Regions from separate parts of the Mus musculus genome. Here region 2 is linked to region 1. The links are chromatin contacts, called in public promoter capture Hi-C maps. All regions are on one chromosome and are shown on one strand. The core of a region is the stretch at or near the end of the contact, and the rest is flanking DNA. Distances in the headings are between cores, read along the strand shown.

What was found. Promoter capture Hi-C pulls out the DNA fragments that hold promoters and counts their contacts.
Region 2: a contact with region 1 is called in a promoter capture Hi-C map of hippocampal neurons, with 4 times the contacts expected there. The contact joins the promoter of Pgpep1l here to the enhancer-like site in region 1. A contact is called at or near these places in 11 of 39 promoter capture datasets (the 3T3-L1 cell line, 3T3-L1-derived adipocytes, the HPC-7 cell line and 6 more), 2 of 484 Hi-C or Micro-C datasets (both in liver) and 3 of 9 other capture datasets (adipose tissue, liver and pancreatic islet).

The regions. Positions count from the first base shown.
Region 1 is chr7:67,670,151-67,674,559 of GRCm38.p6, reverse strand. Ttc23 (tetratricopeptide repeat domain 23) reads right to left here. Exons shown (of 11, transcript NM_001168475.1): 5 at 4,383-4,409. Among named protein-coding and RNA genes, the nearest start is that of Ttc23, 25 kb to the right of the region's middle. Within about 2 kb of position 1,764, at least 55 of the 459 cell types and tissues checked have an H3K27ac peak or open chromatin away from gene starts, as enhancers often do. A contact at or near this core is called in adipose tissue and hippocampal neurons, where this site is marked.
Region 2 is chr7:68,261,388-68,266,122 of GRCm38.p6, reverse strand. Pgpep1l (pyroglutamyl-peptidase I-like) reads left to right here and starts at 1,890. Exons shown (of 4, transcript NM_030101.1): 1 at 1,890-1,979.

The DNA of each region.
Region 1 (4,409 bases), core at 515-3,014:
CCAAGGATAGCATAAAGTCCGTGGAAAGGGTGAGCTGTGGAGTGTGAAATACCTGTAACCAGCAAATGAGTGTGCCAGAAAAGATGATGGTGATGGAGGAGGAGGAGGAGGAGGAAGAGGAAGAGGAGGAGAAGTAGGAGGAGGAAAAAGAAAGAAAGAAGGGGAAAGTAGGGAGGGGGAGGGAGAGAGGTAGAGAGAGGGAGGGGAGAAAGAGAATATGAATGAATGAATGAATGAATGTGCAGGCTCTGGTGCAGGCTCTGTCTGGCTAGTTACTTCCTCTTGGTGTTCTTCAGCCTTAGCTCCTCTATTCGCCAATGGGAATATAAGGGTATACACCTGCGGTAAGGATGAACAGTGTATTCAGGAGCCTGCCATGGACGGTGATCAGTGATGGGCAGCTAATGTGGCTTTTATCCTCCCCTCCCCTCCCCTCCCCTCCGCTCCCCTCCCCTCCCCTCCCCACCCCACTCATAAGAAGCTTGAACCTGGCGTTCATTTAACCCTCAGAGCTGTGCTAAGGTCCTATCCTTCATATGCTGGCTAGAGAGGAGAGTGAACTACAGGAAGCAGGGATTTTGCCCCCACTCTCCCTGTGGGGTGGTCTGAATGAACCCCTACTTGAACCCAGGGAGCTGACTCACAGCCCACAGTGTTCATCACACCATGTCACGATGCTTGGAAACACTTGGCAGGCCGTCCTCTTGATGCTCCAGGGGAAAAAAAAAAGAGCGTTTGCTCATTCCTGGGCTAGTTCAGCACAGCTGGGCGAGGCCAGGTGCTTGTGGGGCAAGCTGGGGAAGACTCCAAACATGATGTCACATGGTCACAGAGAAAGCTGGGGACAGATCACATACTGTGGAGCAGCAACAGACCATCAGTACATCACCATCGGCCATGGCACCTTGTTATCGTGCATGCATGTGTGTGTGTGCACATGCATGAACATGCACCTATGTAACTAGTCATCTCTGGATCTACGTGCAAGTTCCCAGGATAGAACACAAGAATGAGGAAGGGGGGAAGTTTTCCTGGCTTTGCTGGTGACAATTTAACAGAGACAACTCAGGAACACTTTGACACTCAGGTAGGTTAGTAAGTCGTTAGTGAATTCCGTGGTGCTATGACAGAGGAGGGGATGGGACAAGGGGACGGAGGCGTGGGGCGTGGGGGAGAATGTCCAGGCCTCCTGCAGCAGTGGAAGCCTGAGCCCGAGTCATTTCGCAGCCCTCGCTATGTGTGTCAGGCCAGCCTGGTGGGCACCATAAAAGGAGAAGCAGGAGGAGAGGACACACTAAAAGATGTCCTTTTAAGAGGGGCAGAAATTCAAAGGCTGCCTGAGACCTTTGCCTGGCCTTCCATCCCCAAGACTCACGAAGGAAAGAAAACGCCACGCCGTTCAAAACCAAAGCCTTATTTCTTTGTAAAGTGAGCCAGTTTGGATAAAATATTCCTGTTTCCACAAAAACACAAAGCAAAGAGATGTAATGAAAAGCATGCATCTTAAAACTGTGAGTTCTATATAAAATGTCAGGGGGAAGAATCAGAATGGAAGTACGTGGCAACATTGGAAATAACTCTATTATGCCCCAAAGTATTTCCACAGAGGTTAACTGGAACTTCAAATTCTTGCCGCTTATCTGACACAGATGTGGACAGTGTTCGCCCCCTGCTGTCGAAGCTTGGTATTGCGATGTGGCAAGCACTGTGAAGGCGGCGCCAGATTCTGGCACAGGATACGTGAGTGTTTTGTAGCAACAGAGCTCAACACTAAGAACTGACACATTGGTCAGGTGTCAACAGATGCAAGCAGATCTGTATGCCTCCTGCGCAGTGAGATAGAAAAGCAGCTTATTCTGAGCAGGAAAAGGTTCCGAGTGGGTTAGCCCTCCCCAACACCAAAGAATGGCTGTTCCCCTTCCATTTGTCTGGCTTCTTCAACTGAATTCTGTGTTTGTGAGAGTCAGACATGAGGTTATGTAACACACAGCTTGACAATCATCCTTTTATTTGAACAGATCACAGATTTTTAGCCTCCCTCTGAAGATATCTGGGCTGTTCTTAGCTCTTGGCTATTGAATAAGGAAGCTGGGAGCACACTCGGATGTGTGTTCTGATGAACAAACAGGCAGAGATTCCCGCCAAGCATATATTACAATGATACTGTTGGGTCAAAGGGTATGAAGATGTTCATACTTAGGAGATGATGCTAAATGGTTTTCTAAAGAATCCCATCAAATACACCCAATCAGCTACGAAGAAGGCATCTCTGTGTGCCACATCCTTGCCAACGTTTGGCACCATTGGTCTTTTGAAAGGTTTAGGCCCTTTAGTGGGACTGTGTCATACCTTACTATTTTAGCTCCCACTTCCCTGATGACTGATGAAACTGCACCTCTCAGAGTGTTCAGGCATCTGGTGTCTTTCTGCTCTTGACTGTGGATGTGACATTTTGAGTTTTTGCTTTGACTTCCACACTAACGGTCTGTGTGATGGATTGTAAGCCCTTGCTATTGGTCAGGGTAAATGTCATCACAGCAACACAAACAAAATTTGGACAGAGACAAAAAAAAAAAATGTACCGTAATTACAAGAATGGAAGAGTATGGGGGAATGTTGTTTCGGGCTCTCCCCCAGTACCTCTAGCAAAACAACCTCAAAATATACATTAAGATGGAAAAACTACTCATAGACAGAACACTGATTGTACTTGGGGGTCTAAATACATTCATCTAAACACTAATATAGCAACTTGACAAAAATTTAGAGATGTGTCTGACATGGTGGTCCATGTTTTTAACCCCACCACTCAGGAGGCAGAGGCAGGTGGATCTCTGAGTCTGAGGCCAGCCTGGTCAACAGAGTGAGTTCCAGGATAGCCAATGCTACACAGAGAAACCCTGTCTCAAAAAACAAAGAACAAAAAAGAAATAAAAGAAAAACTTAAGATGTACATGTAAATATCAGAAATTAATAATTTCAACATAATACAGACTCATTAGGTCATTAAACACACAAAATAAAGAACACAGTTTCTTCTGTGTCCCTGGGGAATATTCATAAAGGCTGAGAGTGGGACGGCTCACTAAAGAAGACACATCTATTTCACAGGCACTTGGGCAGATGTGCTTCCACCCACGATGCCACAGCTGGAACAGCTTGGAAAAAAAAAAAAATCACACACATCCGTAGATGAAACCCCCTCATTTCTATTGGCTCTGGACCAAAGTGGCGTTTCTGAGCTAAGCTATGAAACACTCAATGCAGTCAGTGACAAGGTGGTGAACACTTGAGGCAGAGGTGGAAGGTGCTGCACTGTTCAACAGCAGGTGCTGCTCCTGCAGAGGACCCCACACCAGGTGGATCACAATCACCTTAACTCCAGAGCCAGGGACTGACACCCCCTTCTGGCCTCTCTAGGTACTGCACTCATGTGCACAAACTCACACATATACACACTCTTTCTTTAATCTTAAAACATAGGAGGTAGAGGGAAGCTATGGAGACTCATTGATATTTGGGTGCTAGACAAAATCCCAAGGTATAAATCAAAAGGGAAAGAAATGAATGACTATGACTCTGGTAAAATGAAGAATTCCTAGGTTATGAAGAATACCATAGACAAAATTAAGGGCAATAGATAAAAGAAAATATAAGTGACATAATTCACATGCAGAACACATAAGAAAATCTCAATTATTAGTAGGAAAAGCACAGAGAAGTCCAAAAGAAGAATAAGATAGAACTTAACACCCTATTTGTAGAAGGAGAATCCCAAATGGCTCACAAGTATGCAGCAGTATTCAATTAATTTGATAAGGAAAGTAAATGGAATTTAAAAATAATTGGGTACTTAATTCAGGGCAGCTAATTAGAAAAGAGTTACAGTGCCAAACACTGTTGGCTGTAACAAGATAGGACCCCATCCATCCTGCGAGAGGCAGAGCTGTGTGCAGCAATGGGGAACGTGCAGTGTGCTGCTCTCCTGTAACCTAGGTGTCCCATCCCAGGGGTGGAACCTCAGAAAAACTCTCCTCTGTGTCAGCAAAGCTTCCTGGGATGGATGGCGATGATGCGGTGGAAGGGGAGGAGAGGGGAAGAGAAGGGTGAGAGGCAGTGGGGATGGACAGAGCAGGCAGGAATGACGTAAGTCAGGGGGATGATGTAAGGGTCTCTGAGGCTATGGCGGTGAGGGGTGGATGGCAGGGATATGAGTGTACTCCACATCAAGCGACAAGAGTCACTGCGTCTGTCTTGGCTGGGGCTGCTCTGATATGACAGTGGTGCTCTTCCTTATTGGACAGTGGCCTTGGGAGAAGCCAATAGACACAGCCTAGGAGCCTCCAGTCACCATGCATACAAGTTTTAAACCAGAGACTTACTGTGCAAACGACAGCTTGATTCGAGAC
Region 2 (4,735 bases), core at 641-3,140, 590 kb before region 1:
CAACTGACACAACTGGTAACTGCCCTTAAGGGACTGCTTTCTCTCAGCATAGTAGTAAACATTCGTAAACAGGGTCGCATGATATTGTGGCATTTGTTCATCTTTTTTGAGACAGGGTTTCTCTGTGTAGCCCTGACTACCCTGGAACTTTCTCTGTAGACAAGGGCTGGCCTCGAACTCTCAAAGATCTGCCTGCCTCTGCCTCCTGAGCACTGGTAAGCCTCAGCACCACCAGCCACCACCTTTGCAAACAGGGACATTGCGTCTGTCATCTGCTTTAACTGTGGCAGGGAAGGAGCAAATCCCTCCTAACAGAAATGTGAAAAGGCCACCAAGCAGGGAGGGACAGCTCAGGATAGGGTGTTGGACAAATGTCTACAAATGCCCACAGGAATGTGAGAAACTAGGACCAAGACACCCCCTCTTTCCCACCCCACCTGCAACCAGGTCCAGTACAAAGCCCCTGAGTTCCTCTAGAATCTAGTCGGGTCTCAGCCTGGGGGGCGGGGTGGATGCGTGGGTGGCAGGGAGGGATAGAGCTGGCTTTCTCAAAACAAAAGAAGCCAGGACCCCACCTCCAGGGCCAATTAAAGGGAATGTCTCACGCGGCCAATTAAGTAGTTAACAACTACTGGGGCTCATCAGATCACCCGTGGCTGCTTCCCTGCCTCACCCGGATGGGGAGAGAGAAGTATGTTTTATTTCTCTCTCTCTCTCTCTCTCTCTAAAGATTTATTTATTTATTATTACGTATAAGTACACTATAGCTGTCTTCAGACACTCCAGAAGAGGGCTTCAGATCTCATTACAGATGGTTTTGAGCCACCATGTGGTTGCTGGGATTTGAACTCAGGATCTTTGGAAGAGCAGTCAGTGCTCTTAACCGCTGAGCCATCTCTCCAGCCCCGAGTTTTATTTCTCTCTCTCTCTCTCTCTCTCTCTCTCTCTCTCTCTCTCTCTCTCTCTCTCTCTCTCTCTCTCTCTCATAAGAGAGAGAGAGTTGTTGTTGTTTTATATATATATATATATATATATATATATATCAACAACAAACAAAAAAACAAAAACAAAACTTAAGTATTTTTGAAAAGCCAGCAGGCTGCATCAATAGGTGAACTGTCCCAAAAGTAAGGTTTCCCGTCATTGTTTCTCTGACAGATTTTAAGAGCTCAACTAACTCAGAGAAATGCCAAGACCGTGGGTGACATCGGATGGCATTTTTTTGCCAGGGAACGCAGTAGGAAGCACTTCGCAGACAGGATGAGCCAGTCTGAAGCCAGCAGACATCAGCCAGCTGGTGAGACCCTGTCGCTCCAGGCAGATGCAGCTGGGGACATGCGTGGGAGGCAGTATGCTCCGTCTAAGCGGGCGGGGGTGAGCCCCACTCCGCAGAACAAGAAAACAGAAATTTGACGGTGGACCCACTGGGTCTAGGCAGCAGGTGCTTGCAAGCACCGCCTACAGTCAGCTTCCAGTGAGTGTTTGCTGCGAGTTTGGTTGCTTGTTTAAACGCTTTGCAGAATTCAAGAACAATCATAAGCCAAGTCACACTTTCCAAACACAGGGCAATACTCCAGGCAGCAGGGGGTTCTACCGAGAAAAAAAAAAAAAAAGGAAAAAGGAAAAAAAAATCAAGGTAATCAAGAAGATAGGTGCAAAAAACAGAGAGGGTGACCCGCGCGGTCCTAGCTTGAGCGATTTCAGTGGTGGGTCCTAGTAACCCCACAGTCTTGGGACAGTTGGTTGCTATAGGGTCGAGCACCATGATGTCATGTATCCTACGGAACCAACTAAGCTGAGTCCATATTAGTTCTGGCGGCGCTATGACCCTCGAGTGTCCAAAGGCCGCCAGTTCTGCTCCCGAGGGGCGTGGCCTTTCCACACTCCCCACGTGGTCTTTTCCATCCTGGATCTCGGCTGGACCAGCCTAGCGCAGCCGGGTCTCATGGATTCGCAGTCCCGCTGCGTGGTGGTGACCGGTAAGCCCAAGTTTCCCTGCGTTCCGGGTTTTGGTTTTGGCTGCTTTCTGCTGGGGCCTGGAATGCGCACTTGCTCGACTCTGCTTGTAAACAGCTCTCCCAGGGGAACACGGGTGGCAACTGGTGTTGGTAGGAATTCCAGATGGAAGCTGACTTCCTGCTCAGCCCTATTAAAAAAAAACACAGGCTTTCCTGCCTCTGAGCCCCTTCGCCACAAATAACTTGAGTGCCATGCACGGAGGTGCCCACTTGTGGCTTAGGTTCTCTCAGACCTTGTTTGTCCTTCAGCCCCTTGGGGAGGAGCCCAGGCTACCACCTGCTGTCCCTAAGCCTAGGACCCAGTGGAGACCATCGAATTGCAGATTTAGACAGAATTAACCATCACAGGGCCTCATACCATCCTTTTTAAAGGACCAGGCCTTGATGGAGACTGCAGTCGCCAACCCCCATGGTGCTTTTGCTACTATGGAAACACTGAAATAACCAACACACACACTGGTTGTGGATGCCACTGAACACACACACACACACACACACACACACACACACACACTGGTTGATGCCTCTGAACCCCAAAAGGTCAGCCTGGAAGGAATGGTGGCTGCTCTGTCCTCCATCTCAGCCGCACATCTGAAGTCACCCCAGCCACAGGCACCTGTCATTGTCACAGCTGGTCCCTATGGGCTTACTCTTTCCTCACGATGCTCTTATTTTTAGTCAGACACCAAAGCGCTTTATTTATTTTTAGTTAGACACATTTGGCACATTTCAAGTTTTCCAACTTGTATTCGATAAAGGGAAACAAAGGATTCCTGTCACCTGTCCTAATTGAAAGCTTCTTTGATAAATACTTTCGGACAGTGATTCATACTATCAGCCTTCCAAAAGGAGGAAGGAAAAAAAAAAAAAAGAAAAGAAAAGAGCATTCTTTTGAGACACTCTTATTCCCTTGCACTTCTGATTTGTTTTTTTTTTTTTTTTTTTTATTTCGGGTCCAGAGATGGAATGGCTCAAATTACATTTGACGTCCTCAGGAAACCATACTCTTGGTAAAAGCAGTGCCTGTCTCAAATGAAATATGGGCATGGAAATGTGCTGCCCCCTCTTGGACTCACGTCTTTCCCTACATTTCTCTCATCAGCCAGCAGTTGCTGGGAGTCAGGCGCCATTGGGAAATGCCCACTGGATCCCAGAGTGTGGCCTGCCTTTATTAGTAATGTTTTGAGTTTGCCGGAGGACAGACTCTTCATTTTATTGGAGCCCCTAGTTGTGTAAATCTTGTCTTGACAACTGGTATGTAGACAGATGGTGAAATGCAAGGATTCTAACAAACAGCCTTTAGATTAAGGTGTTGGCTGGGACCAACAGTAAAATGAGAGACCAGGCGAACCTGCAGTCCTCCCCAGGGTTCGATGATTCTACCACATTTTCTGGCTGACTACCCAACTCTATTCCAAGGCAGTCTTGATGGGGAATGAGGCTTAGCCCAGCAAAACAAGACCTTCTAACCTTGCTCCCGGAGTTGTCTTTCCTAATTTAAAACAAACAAGGATGTAGTTTCCTCAAAGCTGAATGTGGTTCTAAAGTGTGTGAAATGTGTGTTGATGGGTTTTTAATGATCCTAGAGGAAGCTGGCTTCTCGGTCTTTCTACTTAATCTCAACATTTTCTAAGCCGTTCTTTAGAGCTGCAGGTTCCCACAGCAGCTGCAAGACTGTGTATCCTATCAGTCAAAGCCAGATGGTAGTCCTGAGATGGTGGGCCATTCTGTTGAAAAGCTTTCTGTCCCCTGAAGTTTTTCTCCCTAGGAACCAATCCTGATGATGGGCCACGACCAATACACTCAGCAGTTGCCAGGCACAGCTGGATCCCCTCTCCAGTGCTGCTACCTACTCTAGAGGCCCTGGGGTCCAGCGACTTGATGTAGCATCCTGATCTTTTACAGACTGGAAAGTGTGGCAACTGAGAAGTATGCGCTGAGAGTCAGGTGAGGGACTCAAACCCTCAGTCATACTCCAGATAAAACTGATCAGGACGATGCTCAACCCTACCTGCAGCCCAAGCTGAGATGAGGCTCCCCTCCTCTCAGTCTGACATGCTAGCCTCCCCCAGGAGGAGGCCACACATTTTTCATTTTAGAAATATAGATCAAGAAGAAATTGTAAAGAAAGAGAACTCCTTGCAAATCTCACTAGGGTTGCCTGATGCTGACATCTTCAATGTCCAATCCAATGTACTAACATCAGTACAATTAAGAAAGAGAGAAGCAGAGAGAGGGGGAGAAGGAAGGGAAGGAGAACGGGATGGAGGGGTTGAGGAATGAGTATGTGTGCACGTGCACACAGACCGCTCTATACAATTTAGACCAGTGCAAGGCTTCCTGGAATTGCCTCCACCTCAAAACGCCTTCCCCTGCTACTCCCACCTTAGCTTCTTCCGCACTTTCTTCCCCCATTTTAACACGTGGTGTCCTTTTCAGACTCATTTGGCTGTAATAAAATATCCAGAAAACAAACAAACGACAAAGGATAAAGGAGTTTATTTCCGTTTACAATTCCAGGTTACAGTCCATCGTGGTGGGAAAGTCAGCAGCAGGAACTTCAGAGAATTGGTCGCATCACATCCACAGTCAAGAGCAGAGAGAAATGCATACATATTTGCTGTCTTGTTTGCTTTCTCATGTTCAGCTTGGATTTCTCCATTCTTTTATAGTTCAGGACTCAATGCCTAGGGAATGACACTGCCCATAGTGAACTG